2 separate regions of the Cricetulus griseus genome follow, and region 2 is linked to region 1. The links are chromatin contacts, called in public Hi-C maps. All regions are on one chromosome and are shown on one strand. Each heading gives the region's core, a stretch centred on a gene start, on an enhancer-like site or on the middle of the called end of the contact. The rest is flanking DNA. Distances are from core to core; before and after follow the strand shown. Region 1 holds the start of Bbc3 (bcl-2-binding component 3). Region 2 overlaps Sae1 (SUMO-activating enzyme subunit 1).

The links. Hi-C and Micro-C count contacts between places; a contact is called where the count stands out from the background.
Region 2: a Hi-C map of liver shows a contact between it and region 1, with 2.1 times the contacts expected there. The contact joins the enhancer-like site here to the promoter of Bbc3 in region 1. A contact is called at or near these places in 3 of 8 Hi-C or Micro-C datasets (the CHL-YN cell line, fibroblasts and liver).

What each region holds. Positions count from the first base shown.
Region 1 is chr9:10,985,734-10,992,900 of CriGri-PICRH-1.0, reverse strand. It overlaps Bbc3 (bcl-2-binding component 3), which reads right to left and starts at 2,566. Exons shown (of 4, transcript XM_027431042.2): 1 at 2,245-2,566.
Region 2 is chr9:11,039,570-11,046,736 of CriGri-PICRH-1.0, reverse strand. Sae1 (SUMO-activating enzyme subunit 1) reads left to right here. Exons shown (of 10, transcript XM_027431040.2): 4 at 411-584; 5 at 2,467-2,609; 6 at 4,513-4,612. Among named protein-coding and RNA genes, the nearest start is that of Sae1, 16 kb to the left of the region's middle. Within about 2 kb of position 3,211, at least 1 of the 6 cell types and tissues checked has open chromatin away from gene starts, as enhancers often do.

The sequences.
Region 1 (7,167 bases), core at 1,317-3,816:
GCCAGGGAGAACTTTCCCAGCACAGAGGAGCGCAGCAGGGGTGCTGGGGCTCCCAGGACACACTGGGCTGTCTCAGGACCCGTGTGTGTGTGTGTGTGTGTGTGTGTGTGTGTGTGTGTGTGTGTGTGTGTGTGTGATGGGAACACGACTCAGACGCCAAAGAACTCACAGAACTGCCCAACTTGACCTCCACCCCACCAGACCAGTGAGGTGGTCCACTCAGAAGCACAAGGGGACACACTTAGACATTCACACACAGCCATCCAGAGACCTCCTCCTCCTCCCGCCCCAGACACCCATGCTTCAGTCTCACACTGACCCAGTGCTGACATGCCCGCGCTCACCCATCCACAATGCAGCCAGCCGTCACACAGAAACACAACAGACACAAGTCTTCAACGTGTTTCTCCTGCATACACACACAGACATCCCAAGATACAAGACACCCCTACTACACCTTAGCGCGCGCGCACGCGCGCGCACACACACACAATTCCAAAACACACCTGAATGTGCAACACCCCCCTCCAACTCTGAGCTCCCAGGATACAACGGCTACACACAGACACATGTCATCACAACCGGATGCATCATCCCCTCGCATGCGGGGCAGCAACGCAAGAGCAAGGCGGGGAGGCACCAGACACTGCTGGGAGAAGCGATCGGTCCAGCCTCTTCTCCCAGCCCCAAAACACCACAGCCAGCTGTCAGCCCCAGAACACGCAAGCACACACACACACACACACACACACACACACACACACACACACACACACACAGAGCACACACACCTAAAGCAGAGACAGAAAACACTGGCCTCACGTGACTGGTATAAACACTACAGAGAGGGGGAGAGAGAGAGAGAGAGCCACATGACACATACGAGCCAGGGATCACAGTGACAAGCCCCTCAGACCCAACACACACACACACACACACACACACACACACACACACACACACACACGGCGTGCAGACAGGCTGCCGCTGCACCGCCTAGATCTTCCCCCCTAGCACTCCATCCTCAGCGTGGAGATAGAGCCTTGGGTCCCCTTGCCAGTCACAAGTCACCCAGGGAGCGATCAGGCACTGGGTGGCACCCCATCCCAAATGCTGGGTGCAGCAGATGAATGTCTCGGAGACACCCAGAGACAGCGCGCGCGCGCGAACACACACACCACACACACACGCAATGCACACTCGGGCGAGACCCCTGCACACCAACACAGCTCACTCAAACGACACACAAACACAGCTCAAGTGTCGCTCGCCCCCCACCCTCCATCGCCCGCACCACCACCAAAGCCACCAGGGCAGGCGACAGATCCACACACCCCCACCCCCCCGGCCCTAGTCACCCCTCAAGAGCACAGGCACCCAACTCTGGTGTGACAGTGTCGGGTGGCCACCCACCCCCGTACACGGAAAGGTGCGCCCCCCCCCACCCTGCCAGACACGCGGGGCCGGGAGGACTCACGCAGACACCCCTCCGGGTGACAAACGCCAACATCTCGGTGTAGGGGGGACACCGACTCGTGAGCCAGAGGCGAGCGCAAGCACACCCAGGCGAGACCCCTGCAGATCCACACAGCTCCGCACGCGCGCGGTCCCCGCCGCCCCTCTGCTGTCACAGCGCACCCCCTCCGCCCGTCCCCACGCCGCCACGTGCGACCGCCCCGCCCGCTCGGAGCGCGCGGGGCCAATAACCGGCTGTTGCTGGGGCGCAGCCCCCGCCCGCGGGAGCCGCAGCCTCCACCGCCCCCTGTCGCCGCCCCCGGCGGGCGGGCGGGCGGGCGCGCGCCCTGGGTGTGGCCGATCCTCGGTGCCACCCCCCACCACACCGACCCTCCCGTTAGTGGAGGGGAACGGACGGACCCGAGCGAGCCCAGCCGGGGCCACCCGAGCTCCTCCCCGGCCGCACTGGCCACCAGGGGGCGCGGGCGAGCCTGAACCCCATTGTTTGTAAACAAACCCGCCAGACCGCTGTGGCACCTGTGCGCCCAGACCCGGCGCCCCGAGTCCCAGGTGCTTCCTTCCGGCCGGGCCGGCCCAGTCTGGGTCCCAGGGACCAAAGCTGGGGCACAAGGCAGCGGGGATGCAAGGACACCGCTCTCTCTGCCCCCCCCACCCCGCCCCGCGCGCCCACCCCCGGGGGGGGGGCATCCCGTCACCTCCTCCAGGGAGCCCCCCCGGGCCTAGGCGCTCTTAGTGAGCAGCATCGGGGGAATCGGGGTGCGCACTCACCCCGGGGGCATGAACACGCCGGAGGAGGGCGGCGATGGGGTGGCGGGCCGCTGCCTCCAGGAGGGCGAGCCCGCCGAGTGGCTTTGCTCCTGGCTGCTGCTGCTGCTGCTGCTGCTGCTCTAACTGCAGTGGCTGCTGCTGTTGCTGCGGCTGCTGCTGCTGTGGCTGAGTCTGGCGCGTCCTCCGTCTGCGGCCGGATCGCCGCGGATGCCTACTCTCCGGTGTCCCCGTCGTCTCCTCCCGGGTGCCCCGCTCGCATGTGGCTAAGCGCGCCGCGTCTCAGGCCGCCCGGCTCGCCTCGCTCGCTCGCTGTCTTGCTCGCTCGGCGGCAGCCCCGCCCCGCCCCGCCTCTCGCTGGCTCCCACGCCCCGCCCCGCGCGTGACGCCAGGGCCCCGCCCGCGGCCGGGGACAAGTCGGGGCTTGCAGGCGGCCGCCGCGCCCCCCTACCTCCCCGCGCGCGCTGGGGGTTTCCCTGCAGCCGAGTGGGCGGGGCGGGGCCCTGGCCAGGGCAGGCGGAGCACCGTGGGGACAGCCTCGACCCCGGGGTGGCCAGACATAACACGTTTGACACACTGACACACTGACTGGGACCCACACCCACAACTCACACCCGAGGAGTGAACTCTCAGACCGACCCGCTGGCGCACCGGGGTGCACCGAGCCACTGGGACAGGGAGTCACATGCCATGCCACATACCATGCCACAGGTACAGAGGCACAAACTCACACCCCCAGATCCCCTGACGGGGCTCCCAGGGACAGGCATGGAGAGGGACCGTCCCACACATAGTTGCACAAACAGTGCTCAAAGCAGGGCTCAGACTCACAAGCCCTGTCCCCAGGTGCTTACAGCATTCACACCACTCCTCAGAACAGCTTCCAGCCAGGTCCCGCAGGACACCCTCTCCCCCCCCATCCAAACGACACCCCGAGACTGACACCCCTAAAGCACACCCATGAGATTGCTCTAGCTGGATTGTTAAGTGACCCTCCAAAACAGACCAAATCCGACACAGAAGAAACTGACCGCCTGACCTGTGCTTCACAAAGTCACTCCAGTGACAGGTTCCTGCTAAGTGGCCCCGATGGTGGGATACACTGGTGAACGTGCACACCTGGCCAGGCGGCCCATCAATCTGGCACCGGACCCGTGGGGAGGCGGCGGCAACCCTGAGAGCTCCTGGCACTGACATGCCCGGGCAGCCCCCTGCACCCTATTTCATCCTGTCTGCTGTTTCTGTTCCCTTTTCCTTTTCGGTCTCTAGCTGTCATTTCCCTCCCCTAATAAAACAGAATGACCTTTCCTCCTCCGGAGCCTCGTCAATCGGTGTCTCTGGCACCTGACAGGCTCTTCCGGGTCTCACCCAAACCCAGTCACCTCCCCAAGTATATGACTCACCTGTGCCCAGTCCTGGGATGACCAAGAAAGAATGTCAGAAAAGACACTTGTGAACATGGACAATGACACCTGTCTTCCCAGAACTTCTGGAGGCTGAAGCAGGGGGATGGCTGCCAGGTTGGAGCCAGCCCGAGACAGATAGCGAGTTCCGGGCCAGCCTTGAGCACAGGTCTTTTTCCAAAAGTAAAGCAGGTGCTGGAGAGATGGCTCGTTGGTTACTTTGCCAGGCCTTGGTGGTGAACGGCTTTAATCCCGGTGATCCCAGCACTTGGGAGGCAGAGGCAGACAGATCTCTGAGTTCAAGGTCAGTGTGGTCTACAAATGGAGTTCCAGGACTGTTACACAAAGCACCCCTTACTCAGAATAAAACAAAAAGCAAAAACAAAAAACCCAAGAGGTTGTGGAAAGATTCTAAGATGCAGACGTGGCCGATGACTCCAAAGACAGTGTCTCCCAGACACAGCAGGACTGTGTGACACCCCACCCACACAGGTTCACAACACCGAGAAGGGGAAGTCCACACAAAGTCCCACTTCTAGCCAAGAAACTATCTGCAATTGATACCTGCTGGAAGAGGGAAAGTCAGTTGTCTTCAGAGGAGTGTCACCGGGCAGACCTTAGGCCAGGAGTAGTTGGCCAACACCAAACAGGCTCCATGGCCTTTTTGTGTGTGCTTTTTTATTTAGTTTAGTTTTGTGGCTTTATTTTTTTCTTTTTGTCTTATTGTTTTGTTTGTTTGTTTGTTTTGTTTTTTGTTTGTTGGGTTTGATTTTGTTTTTCTAAGACAAAGAGAAACAATTGGGGGGTGGGAGAAGGATTTGATCAAAACATATCAAATAAAATAAATAAAAATAGCTAGGTATGGTGATGCACACCTTTAATCCTAATGCTAGAGGCTGAGGCAGGAGCATCTCTGTGAATTTGAAGCCTGCAACATCTAGGCCAGACAGATATATATATATATATATATTCCTGTCTCAAAATAATAACAGCAAACCAAAAGCATAAAGAAGGAAAGAAGAGAGACAGGCAGAGAGACAGAAAGGCCAGATTCTCAACTATGACCTGCCCCAGCACCAGGAACTTAGATCCAGCAAAACAAGGGTCAGAATCTCAGGAAGACCTTCCTATTTCAAATATCTGAGACTGTAATTGGCTTCTAGAACCCCCACTGCTTCCTGCTGGGTCCTTTCTTTCTCTCAGGGTTTTTTGTTTTGGTACTGTGGACTAGTGCCTGGTACGGAGTATGAGGGATGGGCTGGGGAGACGTCACTCCAATTCTTTATCACTTTACAACCCCATCCAGTACCCCCTCCCCCCACACACACACCTCACCAATTTATAGAGCAACTCATTGATAAACATTTACAGGCAATAAAAGGCTCTCTTTTGGGGACAAAAGGTTTGATGAGTTGGAGTATACATTTTGCTGGGTGTGGTGCCCTGAGCCTGTTATCCCAGCCCTGGGGGCTGCAGAGGAGGGAGGCTAGAGAGTCCTAGGCCTGCAAGGGGAGACGATGTTTCAAAAACAAAGACAATACTTGCCTAGCAGACACAAGGCCCTGGGGTCTATCCCCAGCACCACACATATACAAAATAACTAAGTTAATTAACTAATCTAATTAATTTAAATTAATTAATAAATTAATGACTGAACAAATTAAACAAAAAGCCCCAAATGTATGTGGCTGAGGATACGGCTCAGCTGGTGGAGTGCTTGAATAACGAAAATAAAACCCTAGGTTCCGTCCTCAGCATAGCATAAAAGCACACAGATGTGGCGGTGTGTACACCTTTAATTTCAGCCCTTACAAGACATAGTCAGGAGGATATGGCCATTAACAGCTACATAGGAAATTTGAGTTGTGCCTAGGATATATGAGACCCCCCCCACCACAAACCAGGAAACCATAGTGAATGCCAGTAGATGCAAAGATCTTTTCTTTCTCTTTCTTTCTTTCTTTCTTTCTATCTTTCTTTCCTTCCTTCCTTTCTTTCTTCTCTCTCTCTCTCTCTCTCTCTCTCTCTCTCTCTCTCTCTTCTTTCCTGTTTGTTTTTCAAGACAGGGTTTCTCTGTAGCTTTGGAGCTTGTCAGGCTGGCCTCAAACTTAGACATCTGCCTGCCTCTGCCTCCTGAGTGCCATGATTAAGGGCATGGGCCACTACTGCCTGGCTTCTTTCTTTCTTTTGTGTTTTTGAGACAGGGTTTCTCTGTGTAGCCCCGACTGCCCTGGAACTCACTCTGTAGACCAGGCTGGCCTGGAACTCAGAGATCCACCTGCCTCTGCTTCCAGAGTGCTGGGATTAAGGACATGTTCCACCATGTGTCAGCTGTGAAGGTATATTTCTAACGGTAGGTCATGTTTAGAGGCGCCAGCGCAGCCCAGCTTTCTACTTATCAAATGAGCTGTTTCTAGGAAGTCATTAAATGCAGGTCTGACAAGAAGGCCTAATCAGTATTTGCTGTCGTCATTAGTAGGGCTAATTAAGAACAGCGTTTGCTCTGGGCCTCACAGTGAAGTAGCTGTGAAGGGGACAGGCAGGCTCTTGCCTTTGTCTGTTTTTTGCCCTGGGCCCTTCTGTCACTATCCAGTAACCAATATAAGACCCAGCGGCAGACCAGACTGGCTGGAATTAAGTTTGGAAGGAATGGGAATCTGACTGGGTAGAGTTGATGTGGAGATGAGGCCTCAGCGCCTCTCATTGGCCCTCCAAAGTCAACCGTCCTGTCACCCCAAACCAGATAGTAGAGCTATCATTAAAGGATAGTGCCAGGCAGTAAATGCCGCATGTTTTTAATCCCAGCACTCAGGACACAGAGGCAGGTGGATCTCTGTGAGTTCGAGGCCAGCCTGGTCTATAGCTCGAGATCTACGACAGGCTCCAAAGCCACAGAGAAACCCTGTCTTAAAAAACAAACAAATCAAAAATAATAATTATAATACAATTAAAAAATTGAAGCCAGGCATTGGTGTCGCAGGCCTTTAGTCCCAGCACTCGGGAGGCAGAGGCAGGTAGCTCTCTGTGAGTTGGAGGCCAGCCTGGTCTATACAGAGCGAGTGCCAGGATAGGTTCTAAAGCTACACAGAGAAGCCCTGTCTGGAAAAACCAAAACCAAACAAACAAAAAAGTGAAAGGAAAGCTGGAGATAAAACTCAGCTGGGGCCATCAAGATGGCTGCTCAGAGGTGGGTGGTGATGGCGTGGGCCTTTTCTTTTTCCTCTAGAGACAGGGTTTCTCTGTACAGCCCTGGCTGTACTGGAACTTGCTTTGTAGACCAGGCTGGCCTCGAACTCACAGAGATCCTCCTGCCTCTGCCTCCTGAGTGCTGGGACTAAAGGCCTGGGCCACCACCTCCTGGCTCTTCACCTTATTTTTTAAGACAAGGTCTCTCCACTTGGGAGGCAGAGGCAGGCGGATCTATGTGAGTTCGAGACCAGCCTGGTCTCCAAGAGCTAGTTCCAGGATGGCCTCTAAAACCACAGAGAAACCCTGTCTCGAAAAACCAAAAAAAAAAAAAAAA
Region 2 (7,167 bases), core at 1,962-4,461, 53 kb before region 1:
AAGACCTCTGGGGGACTCATACACATTGTCAAGTTTGGCTGCAAGTTCAAGGTGTGATCTTGGCTCCCTCTGGACCACATCTTCTCTGTGCTGACCCTGAGCAAACATTTCCTAGATTTTGCCTTGGTGATGTGATACTAGTTAACTTCTCCTCCTTTTGTTTGAGACAGGGTTTCTCTGTGTAACCCTTGCTGTCCTGGACTCTGTAGACCAGGCTGGTCTCGAACTCGGAGATCCACCCGCCTCTTCCCAGTACTAAAATTAAAGGTCACACATAGTTTAGACAGATTTCTATAGGAATAATAATATCAGTTGGTTGTGGGCATTTGAGTATCCATGTAGATTCGTTGTCTTTAAGATTTACATTCCAGAAAGACTCAAGAATTAAGGAGAAAAAAATTTTTTTCTAGGTATCTCCAGAAGACTGTGGAGCTCAGTTCTTAATTCGGACTGGGTCTGTAGGCCAAAATAGGGCTGAGGCCTCTCTGGAACGAGCCCAGAATCTGAACCCCATGGTGGATGTAAAGGTGGACACTGAGGACATAGAGAAGAAACCTGAGGCATTCTTCACTCAGTTTGATGCGGTGAGTCTCTTAGTGCTAAGTCTGGTGGGAGAGCTCAGTGTGGGCTCACACTGTGACCCCAGTGCTTGGGGGCAGAGGCAAGGAGGACTGCTCCAAGCTTGAAGCCAGCCAGGACTACATAGCAAGATTAACTGTATGTATGCTAGAGCTTTCAAATCACACACTCTGAGCGTTCCTCTCATGTACATTTGTAAACTTCTGTTCTTTGGGCTTGACACATTAAATATGTTCCTGTGTGGGTCCAGTCTGTTGGGCCTATTGTGGCTGTTTGTGAGGTGCCTGCTGTCTACTGGCTGCTTCTCTGTCTGGGCTTATGTTCCCTCAGACTAAGTTTTAGCATTAGTATTTTTATCTTCCTTCAGAATCTTTGTTCATGTGTTCTCCTGATTAATTTTGTTGCCAGCTGCACTTATTTGTTAGAAATATCAAGCTGCAGCTTGTGTTTTGTGCTAAGAAATTAGAGCATACCTAGCCAAGCTTGGTAGCACATGCTTATAATCTCAACATGGAGGCAGGAAGAATAGGAGAGCAAAACTGAGTTTGAGGAGGCCAGCCTGAGCTACACAAGAATGGAGCGGAGCGGGGTGAGGATTTGAGCAGACTTTCTCTATGCAACCCTGGCTGTCCTACAGCTCCCTCTGCAGACCAGGCTGGCCCCGAATTCTTAGATCCACCTGCCTCTGTCTCCCAAATAATGATATTAAAGGCATGCACCACCATGCATGGCTGCCTTTGTCTCTCTTTTTTTTTTTTCTTCGTTTTTTCGAGACAGGGTTTCTCTGTGTAGCTTTGGAGGCTGTCCTGGCACTCGCTCTAGAGACCAGGCTGGCCTTGAACTCACAGAGATCCGCCTGCCTCTGCTTCCCGAGTGCTGGGATTAAAGGTGTGCGACCCCAATGCCCGACTGGCTGCCTTTGTCTTAAAAATGCTAAAGATCACCAAAACCCAACATCTGTGTAATGTTGATGTGTCTGTGCCACTGTGGCCATGGACTGGACAGAATAACTACAATGACAAGCCACATGAGGCAAACCCAGCCTCATCTACTCTCAATGCTGAGGAGGAAGAAAAGGCTAAATTCTATGTCAGTGCGTGTGACTTTTTTTCCTGTTTGTTTTTAAGACGGAATCTCTCTACAGATCCCTAGCTGTCCTGGAACTCACACTGTAGACCAGGCTGGCCTTGAATTCTTTAGAGATCCACCTGCCTCTGCCCTGCCTCTTGAGTGCTAGGATTATAGTTGTGTGCTACCACACTTGGTCACACACATTAAAAAAACAAAAACAAAAACATCTAGTGCTTGGGAGATAGAGGCATGCCTGGTCTACATACAACAGTGAGTTCCAGGACAGCTAGGACTATTACAAAGAGAAACCTTATTTTGAAAAACAAACAAACAAAAAGTAAAAAAGTTTGTGTGTGTATGTGTGTGTGTTGGGGAGGTTTTCCTCAAACATGACCTTTGGGTCAGTTAAAAACAAAAACAAAAAAACTGTTTTTACTTGCCACCAGAAAAAGCTTGATTTTAACAAATTAGATAATAGTTTAGATTACCTTGATATTGCTGTCTTCCTGAGAAGTGTGAGGTATAGTCTGTATGTTCTTGGATTAAGGGAACAGATCCTTGAGTGGTTTACTTTCCAGCTAAATCCTAATAACTAAGGTTGTCAGAAGTGGCCGCCATATCATTTACATTTTCAGCACCCTGAAACCTTCAACTTCTCTCTGGTCTTTTAATCATAGCACCCAAAGAACCTGTTGTACCTGTTGAAACTGGTCTGAAGCCTGCTGGAGAGACACTTAATTTAAGATTTATGTAGACAGCAGGGCAATGATTCACAGTTTTCAGCTCTTACCAGCCAGTTCCTGTCTCTCTCTGCAGGTGTGCCTGACTTGCTGCTCCAGGGATGTCATTGTTAAAGTCGACCAGTTCTGTCACAGAAACAGCATCAAGTTTTTCACAGGAGATGTCTTTGGGTACCATGGGTACACCTTTGCAAATCTTGGAGAGCATGAGTTTGTAGAGTAAGTGCTGGGAGGAGAGGGCAGTAGGGGACGTTTCCACAGTTAGAATAGTGTTTGTGGTAGGAAATGACCTGCCCTAATGAAGTAGCTTGCTTTGCTATAATACAACATTCTGAAACAAGCGATTAACCGATTCCTGAGTAGCGTGCTTTGTGGGTTCACATTTTTGTTGTTGTTGTTTTTAAGACGGGGTTTCTGTCTGGCATTCTTAGAACTAGCTCTGTAGACCAGGCCGGCTTCCAACTCCGAAATCCACCTAACTCTGCCTCCTGGGTGCTAGGATCAAAGACTACCATTCCTTTCCGTGGGTTCAGAATTTTAGGAGATATGTGGACCCCATCCTTCAAAAACGATGATGTCATCTGAAGCAGAAAGCAGGAAGGAAGAGTTGTGGACAAGGTGCATTGTATGGGTATCCCAGACTCCTGAACTTCAGGACGGGAACTCACGGGTGCTGTCCTTGGAAGGCGAGCTTGGGTTTTAAACACTTGATCCCTAGTGGGTGCTTTCATGTTGAGAGATGGTGGAGAGAGTTCCTGCTGGTTAAGTGGGTAGTCTTTGGGCGCATTCAGTTTGCCTTGGAAAAGCTCCAAGGTCCAGAGTCTACTGTGGTGGAGCACAGACCTTACCCCCCTCATTTTGAACATGAGACCGCAGAGCTTAATGATTCTCACAGAACAAGACCTGCAGTAGTTTTTCTTTAGAGTCTCTAAGTGAAAGATGGCAGACAATAGAGATTATACAAGTATATAAGCTGGTTATTTGGCTACCATATTCTCCCCCACGTCTCTCCATCTGAAGTCTACCTTGCAAATGAGTGACCGAGGCCCGATGGGACAGTCTCTCATTGTTTAGTCTCTTTAGCAAGGCATTGGCATGTCTCTGGCCCACAAGTTTCTTGTCTGTAAAGTGAAACTTTGAACCATATGGTGGTGGCGTACTCGAGAAGCAGAGGCAGGTGGATTGGAGTTCAAGGCCAGCCTGGTCTACAGAGTGAGTTCCAGGACTACACAGAAAAAAACCTGTCTCAGAAAGAAAGATGTTTTTACCATTACCTCTCCTCTCCTAGTCATGCAGAAACTTTAGAAAGATCTGGTTCTAGGAGTGTTATACATTGAGCCATTATAACAAAAGCAGGCTGGGCTATTCTAGCTTGAGATTCCCACAGCAGAAGGAGGAATTAGGTTAAGCATTTTATTTTATTTATTTTTTGTTGTTGTTTTATTTTGAGATAAGGATTCTGTGTGTAACAGCCCTGACTGTCCTGGAACTCCCAGGCTGGCCTCAAAATCACAGGGCTCCACCTGCCTCTGCTTCTCAGGTGCTGGGGTTAAAGATGTGCATTACCATGCTTGGCCAGGTTTGGTTCTTTTTTGTTTTTCGAGACAGGGTTTCTTTGTGGCTTTGGAGGCTGTCCTGGAACTAGCTCTTGTAGACCAGGCTGGTCTGGAACTCACAGACTGAGTCCTAACTGCTGGGACTAAAGGCTTGTGCCACCACCCCCTGGCCCAGGTTTGGTTCTTTAGGTCACAGTTCCTCAAGAATGTTTGCAAAACCAGGGCTCTGGATGTTTGTTTATGCTGAGAAGTTTGTTTACACCTTCCTATTCCCTTAATCACACCAGGGATACCTATTCTCAGAATGGTTAACTTGCTCACCATGTCTTCAGTGGTCGAAGAACCCACTGACCCCAAAGTTGTCTTGCGGTTTGTTTTTTCCTGACAGGGTTTCTCTGTGTGGCCCTGGTTGTCCTGGAACTCACTGTGTTGACCAGGCTGGCCTCGAACTCTGCTTTTTTGCTTTTCCACATACATAACCTGTTAGCTGATAGCATTTCTTGAAATTCATGTTCCAGTCATGTGACTCGTGGCTCAAACTTGATTTCCTTCTCTTGTCACTCTAGAGAGAAAACCAAAGTTGCCAAAGTTAGTCAAGTAGTAGAAGATGGACCTGACACCAAGAGAGCAAAGCTGGATTCATCTGAGACAACCATGGTCAAAAAGGTGATGCCAAGAGCCTGGGTCAGAAACCCTGGGGCCTCAGGAGGGGCGGGCGGGGCCTTCGTAAGTGTGTGTGAGGGGAGCCTTGTCGGCATCGACTCTGCCCAGCTAACAGTATAGCAGCTGCTGTTCTTCCATCAGAAGAAAATGGGTTTATTTTCCAAATGAGATTTTTCTTAAGAAAATTAGAAATCCTTTACAATTGTGGCAGTCTGTTCCCGTTGCTTCGGGTACTGTTCTGGTGTAGCACCATGACAGCCAGACACAGCAAGCTTGTTTCACTTATTTGCTGGAGTGTCCAGTTAAAGTTGCAGTGGGCCTGGGGCCTCCAGCGAGGCAGAGCTGTGCATTTTCCTTTCCTTTCCCGTACTTCTGTGTCTGTGTTGGGACGGCTTTAGCTGTGGGCCTGATGCAGAGGAATTATTAGCTCTAATTTTAGGGTCTATTCACAGGACTGGAATTATGCAGAGTGAACATTGGAGTTTGGGCCAAACCTGGGGTCCTTTCTTTTTGAGGCCCAGTCCGGCTTTCTCTGCATGGCTGCCTGAGTTTGGTGGGGGAAGAGACATTGTCAACAAATGGAGGGCACAAAAGGAGCATTGTGGGCGGCTCTTGTCAGTTTATAAATCACACCCTCTTACTAGTGTGACATTTGGCCCTGTTGTGAAGGACTTTATGGCTTAAGGGCCTTCTTTGATTGAGGCCTGCTTTTTGCATTCAGAGAGAAAAAGCCCTGGCTTTGTTAGCCATTCACAGCTGGAGGTGTCCCTGGAATCACTTCTGGTGGTGCCCTCTGGGGTGGACATGGAAGCCTCTTTTGGGAGCCACTTTATCTCACTATGAGGAGAATGTGGGGAGCCCAGGCCAGTACTTGGCAGCCTTGGTGTGCCATTCCTGAGGGCTCTGCCGGCGCTTTGCCTTTTGTGCAGTGTCTTCCTTTACAGGGGACAGAGATTGAAGATATCAAAATATTCTCCAGCTGACATTGTTAGTCAGCTGTTACAATGGGACTGTTGAGCTAGGATTCCAGCCCTGAGCCCTCGAGGGCGCACAGCATGCAGCACATTCCTTCTGACAATCCCCTGGATTCCAGACCTTGGCTTTGTGAGTCTCACCACTAACACAGTGCAAGCACAGGGTGTGGCAGGGTTTGGGCCTGTGGCTTTGCCACCTGGTGGTAACAGCTTCTCCATGTTGGCAGAGAGGGCCTTGGGATTTTATTTTATTCCTAATTTTTTGAGACAGGTTATCACTGTGCAGCCCTGACTGACCTGTAACACAGGTCATGTAGACCATGCTCACCCAAATCTTCCTGCCTATATGAGTGCTGGGCTCAAAGGTGAATCCCAGCAGGCCAAGCAGCCCTGGGATTTTGAAGTTCTTTCCTGTTGAGAAGTTCCTCCACCCAGATTTTAAGGCTTCCTACATTGTACAGAATTGCTAGTTGAGCTCTAAGAGATTGCAGGACAGGGTGGGGGAAGCCGCTACTTCCTGTTTCCTGTAAAAGGTCTGTCAGTCCCCCTCTCCTCCCACTTGTCCTAGGTTCAATCAAATGTTGTAAAACCACTTTGGGTTCAAGGTACATGGTGTGCTCCTAAATTAGAAACTTCAAAAAACAAAGAGGAAAAACAGAGCTTGTGGTTTTCACACATCTAGGAAGCTCAGGCCTTTCTAGCACACTTTGCCTGTGATACTTAGGGCAGGAACCGTCTGACGGGAGCAGCTGGCATTCAGGAGTTTGCTAGCAACTTTTTTGATATTTTGGTTTTTAAATTACACTTGTTTACTCTGCGCGTATGTGCATGTGTTACCACTGAGCTACAGCCCTAATCTTCCCTGTAGATTTTGGTCTCTGGGCTGGTAAGATGGCAGTGTGGTGGGTAAAGGGACCACCAAAGTAGAAGACCTCTAAGCTGGATCTCCAGGACACTTGGTGGGGCAGAGAATCAACTACAAATTGGCCTCTGACTTCCGTATGTCTGCATGTGAACACACAATACATAAGTAAACAAATTAATAAACGAGCAAGCTTTTAAAATATATTTTAGTATAAGGACAGGGAAGTTTTTGTTAATTGGCATCCATCTTCCTAGGCCAGTCTTTTTGGTTTTTCGAGACAGGGTTTCCCTGCGTAGCTTTGGAGCCTGTCCTGGATCTCGCTCACAGAGATCCACCTGCCTCTGCCTCCAGAATGTTGGGACTAAAGGTGTGAGCCACCAACACTGGGCTCTAGGCCAGTCTTTAGCACAGTCATAGTCTGGAAATACAGTTCAGTGTGGTAGCGCTTCCTGCAGCAGAAAATGACAACCCTGAAGGAGACCTTTGTCATTTTAAACCTCGTATGAAATGGACGGTGATGAACTAAATGGATGAATTTTACAGATCATTGGTTTTTGTACTTGATCAGAGAGAACAGAATTCCAAGGATGAAGGTATTTGATCAGGAACTGAGTTGTCAAGACAGGAACCTCCAGGCCAGTGAAGGTTGTGGCTCTTCTCAGATGTCAAGATCCATTGGTTTTCAACCTGTTGGGGGACAAATGACCCTTACATAGGAG